Linked DNA regions of Mus musculus: region 1 is linked to region 2. The links are chromatin contacts, called in public HiChIP or PLAC-seq maps. All regions are on one chromosome and are shown on one strand. The core of a region is the stretch at or near the end of the contact, and the rest is flanking DNA. Distances in the headings are between cores, read along the strand shown.

Region 1 (4,684 bases), core at 317-2,816, 190 kb before region 2:
CTGTCCTCTCTAGCACAGAGACCCCTGACCTCCTACAAACAAAAGCACTCCTAAACTGAGTATAATAAAAGATTAGCAAAGAAACAGCCTCATCCCTAGATGAAGAATAGGAGTCCTATTCTTCCTACATCTGTAGCTCTCAGCATTTAAGAGAGGGTGCTGCTCTTATAGAGGACCTGAGTTCAGTTCCTAGCATCCATCCAGAACTGCCTGCAACTCCTGCTTCAAGATATCTGATGCCCTCTTTTGGCCTACACATTCATGCACACACACACACACACACACACACACACACACACACACTTAAAAAAAAAGTAAATATATTTTAAAGTACTTTCAAACCTTATTAAGCCACCCCCCCTTGTTACCCCCATGGCTGTTACCTGCTTGTTGGTCCAGCTCAATGAAGACCAGGGCCTGGGTGAAGCTTCTTAGAGGTACAGCATTGGGAGGAACCCATGTGCTAGCTGTAGAGTCAATGGTTAAGTCCCTTGATTGGCCAGTAGGAACCCTGAAAGCCAGTTCCCCACAAGCTACGCCTACCTGTGACCTGGAGCCAAAACTAATATTTAAAGAATAATGAGATGGGTTCTAATGGTCTCTGAAGGCTTTTCAGGTGCTGTGATTCTGTCTCTGGGCTTGTAGGAATCTGAAGCTATCCTGACTTTTTTTTTTGTTTTGTTTTGTTTTTTTTGTTTTTGTTTTTTTTTTGTTTTTTTGCAAGTTGCAATGGCTGAGACAGCACCGGAATCTGGAGGAGGATGCTTGAGGGACTCAAGCCAAATGGGATCCAGGAGGCCCAGGTCCCTCAGAGAAGACAGAGAACAGGGTTTAAGACTGCGATCTCTGTGGTCTGACCACATTGGCCTTGAATTCCAGCTCCTCTGCATCCTCATCCAGAGACCTAGAACCAAGGCTGTTAGATTTCTGATTGTTAGAGTCCCCGTGGTTACCTGTGTGCTACTTTGAACAAGGGTTAGCTGTTGCCACTTCTGTTCAGCCTGCTCAGCTCAGCCCTGAGGCAATTTATACCCTTGCACAGAGGTTCAAGGTCCACGTGAGACTTTCATTCTTTTACTTTCTGGTCTTGCTACCAGGCTCTGGGCCTCTCTTAGTTCTCCGGAAGCCAGATAGGCATGGTTCATAAAGAGCCTCTGCTCACACTGGGCTCCTGAGGTAGCATGGCCACAGGGGAGGTTCAGCTCTCCCAAGCTAGCTGGAGCCTCCAGGGGCAGAAAGAAACCTGACTCCCCAAGAGTACAGAAGTCAGGCAGCCAGGAAAGCAAGGCTGGCCAGGGTTCAGCCGGAAGTTCCCGTTCTGTGTAAATTCCCACTCTGTAAAACAGGCAAGGAACAGAGCATCCTTCCAAGTTTATAGCTCCCTGGGGTCCAGCCCTAGTTTTGAATACTCCAGTCCCAAGCCTCTGTTTCCCACCACTAGCCTGAGTGCTAGCTGAGTCTTCACAACAAAACCCTTGAAGTAGGAGAGCTATATTGTTCTCTTCACTGCAACTGCTAATTGGAATTCGTAATCTATCCCTACAGTGAAGTGAAGCCTTCTGGCAGTGACTCAGCAGTATGCATTCTCTAGGGCCCAGGCCAGGACACAGAGTGCTGACTGAATTGAAGCTGTTGGGACACATACCTTGGACCTTTGGGGACCACAGAATGACAGGCTGTCAGCTAGAAAAACCCTATGTCTTAGTTTGCTTTTTGTTGCTGTGATAAACATCACAACAAAATGTAGCCTGGGGAGGAAAGGGTTCATTTTATGTTTCACTTCCAAGTATCAGTACATTACTGAGGGAAGTCGGGCAGGGACCTGGAGCAGAATGCATGGAGAATGCATGCAGACCTGTTCTTCTTCACTGTGCAGCCACAGACCCCAGATGCAGTGTGACCAAGTCATCGGTACTTTCCTGAGCTGTGACCAGGAACCACTTAGGAAGCTGACTCATTGGGACAGCATGCATCCTCAGAGGTGCTTGGCACACTTGGGGTATAGGAGCTCCTGTCAGTAAGAGCCTGGGTTCCACTTGTCCAAGTTCTTTTCTCCTTTGAGGGTTTCTACAAGTCTCTAGGAACAGGTTGCTCGAGTTCATGGACAGAGCATCTGGCTTCCTGTTGTCAGCTCCAGCATTCACCACTCCACCTCTGTCTTCCACCTCCCTGCACACAAAGCCACTTGATGATAACAGGCATCCGGGCACCGGAAACTACTGAGCTGTATTCATACATTTAGCTTTAGATTAAAAAATTACTCTTTGGAAAACGTCCCACATTTATATAATGTATTTTGATCCTACCCACCCACCACTCCCTCCTTTAATTCTCCATAGTGCCCATCTATCTCTCTCCCATTTCTTGTCTCCTTTTGTTATTAATAATTACCCGAGTCTGCTTAGTGATGCTTCTTCCATATGCACAAGAAGGCGTGGCTAACTTGCTAGCAGCTGCTTTCCAGATAGAGAATGACTCCTCCATAGCTATTGACTCACAGTAGTTCCTCTGCTAAAGGTGAGGGAATTTTGACTGGCTTGATCTTATGAAGGTCTTGTGCAGGTAAGCACAGCTGCTGTGCGTTGGTGTATTCAACAACCGTGTCATGCTAAAGGTTAGCATTTTATAGTTTCCCTTTCCACCTACTGATTCTTACACTCCACCCCCCTTCTGAGATGTTCCCTGAGCCTTGGATGGTGGGAGGTTGACAAGATGACCCCTTGACAGCTGAGCACTCACAGTTACTTATACTCGGCACCTTGACCAATTATGAGTCTCTGCGTTAACCACCACCCGCTGCGAAAAGAACCTTCTCTGTAAAATTGAGAGCAGCACAAATCTATGGGCATAAGCATACATATTTAGAAGGCAGTTAGAGAGTATGACCATTTAGTAAGACAACAGTAAGTTCTATTCTGTGATCTACGATCCATCTCCCTAAGTCATGGACTTTTGATCAGGTTTATAGCACCAGGCATGAAATTCATCCTGGAGGTCAGGGCTCACATCGATCAGAAAGGATTGTTGCCCTCATAATCATTATACCACTATTCCATCAGTGGACACATCTTGCCAGGCAGGCCAGTATTGTAGTGTGCAGGGTACATTACTGGGTAAGATGGTTGGTGTTTTTTCTCCCCCAGTATCCTGCATAGCACCATCTGGCAATATGTAAGCCCGAAGGCAGAAGAGGGTTTTCTGGGCATTCTGGGTTGATTACTTTATGTCTTGCATCCAAAGTAACAGATTTAACTTTTAGTGTACTGTAGCTTGTGGCAGAAGGGCTTACCAAACTCCCTCTACAACTGACACAAGCTCAGGTCAAAAACCTTTTCAAGGTATCTGCTGGGCTGGAGAGACAGATCAGTGGTTAAGAGCACTAACTGCTCTTCCAGAGGTCCCGAGTTCAAATCTCAGCAACCACATGGTGGCTCACAACCATCTGTAATGGGATCTGATGCACACTTCTAGTGTGTGTTTGAAGACAGCTGCAGTATACTCATATAAATAAAAATAAATCAATCTTTAAAAAAAAGAAGATATTTGCTGACTTCATTCTCCTTCAGTCAGATGATAAAATAGCACAATGTGGCTCTCTGGCTCCCCAAAACACACTCTGCCAAACTAAACTCAGCCTAGGCCACAGCTCTGAGGCACTCCAGTGCTCCCAAGGCATCTGTTGTGTACTTCAGGTTTTGATGTTCCCAACAGCCATTACTGTCCAGTCACACAGAAGCTCTTGTGGTTGAAGATCGGCTAATCAGGGGTATTACCTGCCTTTCCTGTCCCCAGTTTATAAATAATTGAGATGAGGTGAGATAGGCTCTGGAGAAGCAGGTCTCTGGGTGTGGCCCTGTGATGGTCAACCTTAACCATTATCTTGTTGGGATTTAGAGTCCCCTAGGAAACATGCTTCTGGGTGTATCTGTGAGGTGTTTCCAGAGAGTTTAACTGATGTGGGACATGCACTTGAATGTAGGCTGCACCATCCCATAGGCTGGGCTCCCAGAATGAATCAGAGGAGAAGGTGAGCGGAGCACCAGCACCCACCGCTCTCTGCTCCCTGACAATCCGTGCAGTATGACCAGGCAGCACACACTCCTGCCACCATGCTTCTCAGCCGTGACAGACTGCACCCCCAAGCCATGAATCAAGGTCACCCCTTCCTTCTTTAAACTACCTCTGTTTGGGAATTTTGGAACAGTAGTGACAAATGTACCTGATATAGGCTCTAAGGAGGCAATCCCTTCGTGGAGATTTGTTTCCTCTGGTCTTAAAGCCCCCAGGCTCCTCTTCTTGGGATCAGAATGGGAGGCCCCAGTAAGCATCACCATAGTATCATCAGAAGTTCTTTCTCTCTGTTGGGGTCAATGTAGTCCTTACCCTCAGGCAGTTGGAGCTCTTAGCCCATCACACTGGTCTGGCCTCTTGTAAGATGAGATGACAAAGTAACACCCCCTAAGCAGCCAGAAAGTTCCATAGAAGACCAAGAATGTTTCTGGTCCAGGCTTATAGGTAAGCAGCATAGCAGAGTACCTGGGCCTCACATTCAGGTGATTCCAGATGATCCTCAATTATGTCAGATTGACAATTAATACTAAGTCTTACAAGACTTAAATAACCAATCCTCTGTCAGAATGAAGTAGAGATTAAATTAGTGATGCATATATATAATCCTTGTAAT
Region 2 (4,537 bases), core at 398-2,897:
ACATCTTTCTGTTTGCCGAGGTCTTCTCTGATTTCAGGGATGGCCTGTCATCTCTGAATGTCATCCTGTCATCCATCGTCTGTTAAACTTAACACTAGATAGTTTATTCTTTTTGCTGCCACTTTTGCATGTATTGAGAGGGTTTTTTTGTTTTTATGATCGGATATCTTTTCTATTCTGAGCAATGTCCCAGGTGCAGTTGCGAGGAGTCTGTTCTGCCGCAGGTGGTTAGAGCGTTCTCTTGCTATTAAGCCTTATTTATTTATCCAAGTTCATTGTTGTTTCTGCCTGTCCCTGTTGATCTGTCCAGTTGTCCTAATCACTACTCAAACTGGGGTGTTGAGTTCTTTAAATATTATTGTAATAACTATTTCTTCATTTGTTTCTAGTTTTGCTTCATGCATTTTAGGTTATATTATTGAATGCACATATGATCAAAGTTTTATATATTTTTGATGCTTAGACTATTTTATGATTATAAAAATGCTTATCTTTGCCTCTAACAATTTTTCCCTGGATACCTCTTTTGTCTGGTATTAGCAGCATTGGCTTTCTTTCGGTTACCGTTTGCATGGTGTATCCTCTTCTATTTGTGGTGGTTTGGATGAGAATGCCCCTTAGGCTCCTAGGTTTGAATGTTTGGGTCCTAGGAGGTGTGGTCTTGTTGAGGAGGTGTGTGACAGGGTAGGCTTTGAGGTTTGGAAAGCCTTTACCAGGCCCAGACTCAGTCTTTCTTTCTTGGTGTCTCTCCCTCGCCCTCTATCTGTCCCCTCCACTCCCCTGCCTCCTGCATGAAAGTCAGATGTAATCTCTCAGCTTCTGCGCCAGCTCCGGACCTGCCTGCCACCATGCTTCCCACCATGATGGTGTAAGTTACCTTGTGTAAAGTTACCTTGGTCATGGTATTTCATCACTGTACTAGAAACTAAGACACTATTCTTTTATTTTCAGTATTTCTTTTTTAAGGAAGGCTTTTTGTTGTTATTTAATTTTATTAAATTTGATTGGTTTTGTGTGTGTGTGTGTGTGTGTGTGTGTGTGTATGTCCACAGCATGCATATGAAGGTCAAAGACCAGTTTGCAGGAGTTGGTTCTCTCCTTCCACCATGTGGGTCCTAGGGATCAAACTCAGGTCGTCAGCCTTAGCAACAGGCTCCTTTACCCACCGTGCCATCTCACCAGCCCATTTTCCATCTATTTCTGTCTTTGAAGCTAACATACATTTTGTTTAACCTATAGTTAATGTATCTACTCCGCAAGACTGTTAAATTTTACTCTGAGTTTGACTTTTTCATGTACTTCACAAATGCATTATAACAAATATACCCCCAAATCTTTAGTCTAACCCAACACAGACTCATCCCTCACTCCTGTTAGCATTCAGTGAGGCTGGCAATTCCACTACTTGGCTCTCTCCAAACAATAACAGTTCCTTACCTGTGGCAACTCAGCCAGCTTAGAGTCTTCCAATTTTGGAAACAGGAAGTGGGAGATGAACAGATGGAAGGGGTTAATGCCAAGCTAAATATGATGCAGGCCACTTCTGCTACAGTCTAACCATCCAGACGCAGTTATATAGCCCAGTCTCAAGAGCAGTGGAGAAGGGAACTTTTAAAAGAACACATGGGGGAGAGAGAGATGACTCAGCAGTTAAGAGCACCTGCTGCCCTTGCATAGGACCTGAGTTCAGTTACTAGCACCTACCACTGTCTGTAACTGCAGTTTTAGAAAATATGATACTTTCTTCTGGCCTCTGCAGTCACGAGACATGCACACACATGTACATTCAGACATACACAAAACACTTAGACATAAAAGAAATCTTTTTAAAAAGAACACACGGATATTTGGTGATCCCTTGGAGTCTCCCCTGCACCCCTATTCCATGTGAATAACATAATTTACATTTGAAAAGGAGGAAGGATAGCTAGCATTCACTCTTTTATGACTCCGGGCCATCCAAGGTACCAAGAGGTACCAAGAGGCACCACGAGGAAGCCATGCAGTCTTCGCAGTTCTTTTTTCTGGGCTCAGATCCTGGACCTGCTGTTTATTATGTTACCTTAGGCACCACATTAATCCCTGTAAGCTCAGGTTCCCTCATTTATGAAGTGGGGATTAAGTGTTATTATCCTACTGCCTAGGTTTATTGTCAAAATGAAGTGATGCAGTCCCTACACGTAATTCCCAGTAAATGCATGTCAGGGATTGCTTCTTACTAGCTAGAGAGGAGGAACCCATGAGATAAGAAGTGATGCCGTGCAGAGAATATTATTGTTGTTAATGAGGTTTCTCTCCACATGGCTCCAAGCAATGGCAGAAAAGTGAATGATCAGACAGAGGAATTACAAATGGGCCCATCTACGTGATGAGCAGGTACCTGATAATGGCATATATTCTTAGAAGTGTGTGCTTCAGGCCTGGATGTGCTCTCCTGGGGACCGAGAGAAATGAGGCTTAATGGAAATATGATTTAAATCTCCATCAAGTCCCTGTTCAGAGGAGCCTGGGACTGCCTGCACTCCACACAAGCTTCGATCTACCCCTGAGAGTCCTAACCGTGTGTGTGGCTCCAAGAGCCCCAGAGAGAGAGTCTGAAGAAAAGGCAAAAGCCAGTCTTTCTGGACTGTTCTGAGGATGTAGATGAGAGGCTCTTGCTCATGCAGCTAAGAGGTAGGGTAACAAGGGGAGCAAGAGTTAAAGTTGCTCACCAGAGCTGTGTGGGTGAATTCTGGGGATGTCTGGATTAGGCTCTTCACCTGAGAGGTGACAGAGAACCGCTGGGCAGAAACACAGGTTCTAGGGCTGGGGATATAGCTGCATGGGTAGAGTGCTTGCCTAGTGTGCAGGAGGTCAAGTCCAAACCCCACCATTTCATAAGGAGTGGTATCCTATGCCTGTAATCCTGGAACTGGGGAGGCTAGGCAGGAAGATCATGAGTTCAAGGTCACCCTCAGCTACACAGAGAGAGTTACTGGCAGGCCCCGACTATACGAAAGACACTGTATCAAACAAACAAAAATCAGCTCCAAGGCTTCCCTCCAGTTAACTGTCTGGTTAACTACTCGTTCGTTAACTAGTGCCAAGGGGGTTGCTAACTTCCTTCTCCAAGGGTTGGATAATTCATTCATCCATAAACTGGATTTGTTGTGTTGAATGACTTCCACTCCTCCCTCCCCATCTGCTGTCCACCATCCTCTACTCTGGCCTGTGTCCCCCTTATAGACAGGCTCTGGGGACTCCTTTGCCTACGGACTTCTAGTGACACTAAAGAAATAAACTAGTGGGTGGCAGGCATGTGACCTGTTGGCGCTTGTGCACCTGGATCCCACACTACGGGACCACAGAGGGAGACTTAAGACCCTCCCAAATAACACAGCTACTTTCAAGCAGATATCTCCTTACGCCAAACTCCACGGGTCCTGGAAGTCACTGCTCCTTTCAAGCCTGGGATGATAACCCCAACATGCTGTACGCCCTAGCCTCTTCCCACTTAAGCCCCTCTTCCATTACTCACGTTTGAATGAACCAGGATCGCAGCTGATTAGAAATATGAGCATGGGGCTGGTGAGATGGCTCAGCCGGTAAGAGAACTGACTGCTCCTCCGAAGGTCCTGAGTTCAAATCCCAGCAACCACATGGTGGCTCACAACCACCCATAATGAAATCTGATGCCCTCTTCTGGTAAGTCTGAAGTCAGCTACAGTGTACTTATGTATAATAATAAATAAATCTTTAAAAGAAAAGAAATATGAGCGTGTTATTAGCCTTTTGATAAATGGCTCATAGTGAATCTGCTTCTTTGATAACTCCTTCTACATTAAGATGGGCAATCACGGAGTCACGTGCCTGAACTACAGGGTCCTTCAATGTGATTGGTCCAGAAACAGATGCATGACCCCACAAAGGCCAATCAGATTCTCCCTCCCAGGAACGTGACATTTAGTACAGAAATAAAGGACAGTGGAGGCCCTGGGACAGCGCCATATTAATGCCCAAACCCACCTCCTTAAGGCACTTACAAAACCAGGCAAAGCTGTCCCCTAACCATCTGCACTGTCTGGCTGGCTCTTCCCCTGGGAGAGTATCGGCGACACACTGTACCATCACCTCAGGACAGTCTCCCTCTCTAGCCAGAACTGATTCTGTTGCTTACGATCCATATTGTCTACAATCCCAGCCCCTCGTGGAACTTTTGAGATACATGCAGGATATTTACAGAAGTACTTGTGTGCCCGGCACTCTCAATAACCTTTAGCAATTAATGTCTAAAAAAACCAGCAGGCTAATAATATCCTTCAGTAGGCCCAGGCAGTGTTTATTAAGCTCTGAAGGGCCTATTAGATTCGGGTCTTGAAAATTAAGTAGAGGCTGTGAAGATATCTCACTGCTTCTAATGGGCTGTGTCAGAGGATAAGTGACATCCATGAGTATTGCCTCGCAGAGTGGAATGCTACTCGATTTGCTCATTTGGAATCTGCTCCGATGGCCTTTGGCGGAAGGTGTGGGACTGTCCGTTGAATCATGGGGAGCCAAG

The links. HiChIP or PLAC-seq counts read pairs in DNA pulled down with a chosen protein or histone mark.
Region 1: a contact with region 2 is called in an H3K27ac HiChIP or PLAC-seq map of embryonic stem cells, with 8 read pairs. The contact joins two enhancer-like sites. A contact is called at or near these places in 1 of 15 datasets of contacts at CTCF or cohesin (large pre-B cells), 49 of 484 Hi-C or Micro-C datasets (the 63-12 cell line, the AML12 cell line, CD4 T cells and 30 more), 4 of 115 datasets of contacts at active chromatin or transcription factors (double positive thymocytes and embryonic stem cells) and 2 of 9 other capture datasets (adipose tissue and liver).

What each region holds. Positions count from the first base shown.
Region 1 is chr7:110,938,698-110,943,381 of GRCm38.p6, reverse strand. The region is part of intron 2 of Mrvi1 (MRV integration site 1); the gene reads left to right. Among named protein-coding and RNA genes, the nearest start is that of Gm16336, 36 kb to the right of the region's middle. Within about 2 kb of position 1,566, at least 164 of the 459 cell types and tissues checked have an H3K27ac peak or open chromatin away from gene starts, as enhancers often do. A contact at or near this core is called in embryonic stem cells, where this site is marked.
Region 2 is chr7:110,744,096-110,748,632 of GRCm38.p6, reverse strand. No RefSeq gene overlaps it. Among named protein-coding and RNA genes, the nearest start is that of Gm39068, 6.7 kb to the right of the region's middle. Within about 2 kb of position 1,647, at least 7 of the 459 cell types and tissues checked have an H3K27ac peak or open chromatin away from gene starts, as enhancers often do. A contact at or near this core is called in embryonic stem cells, where this site is marked.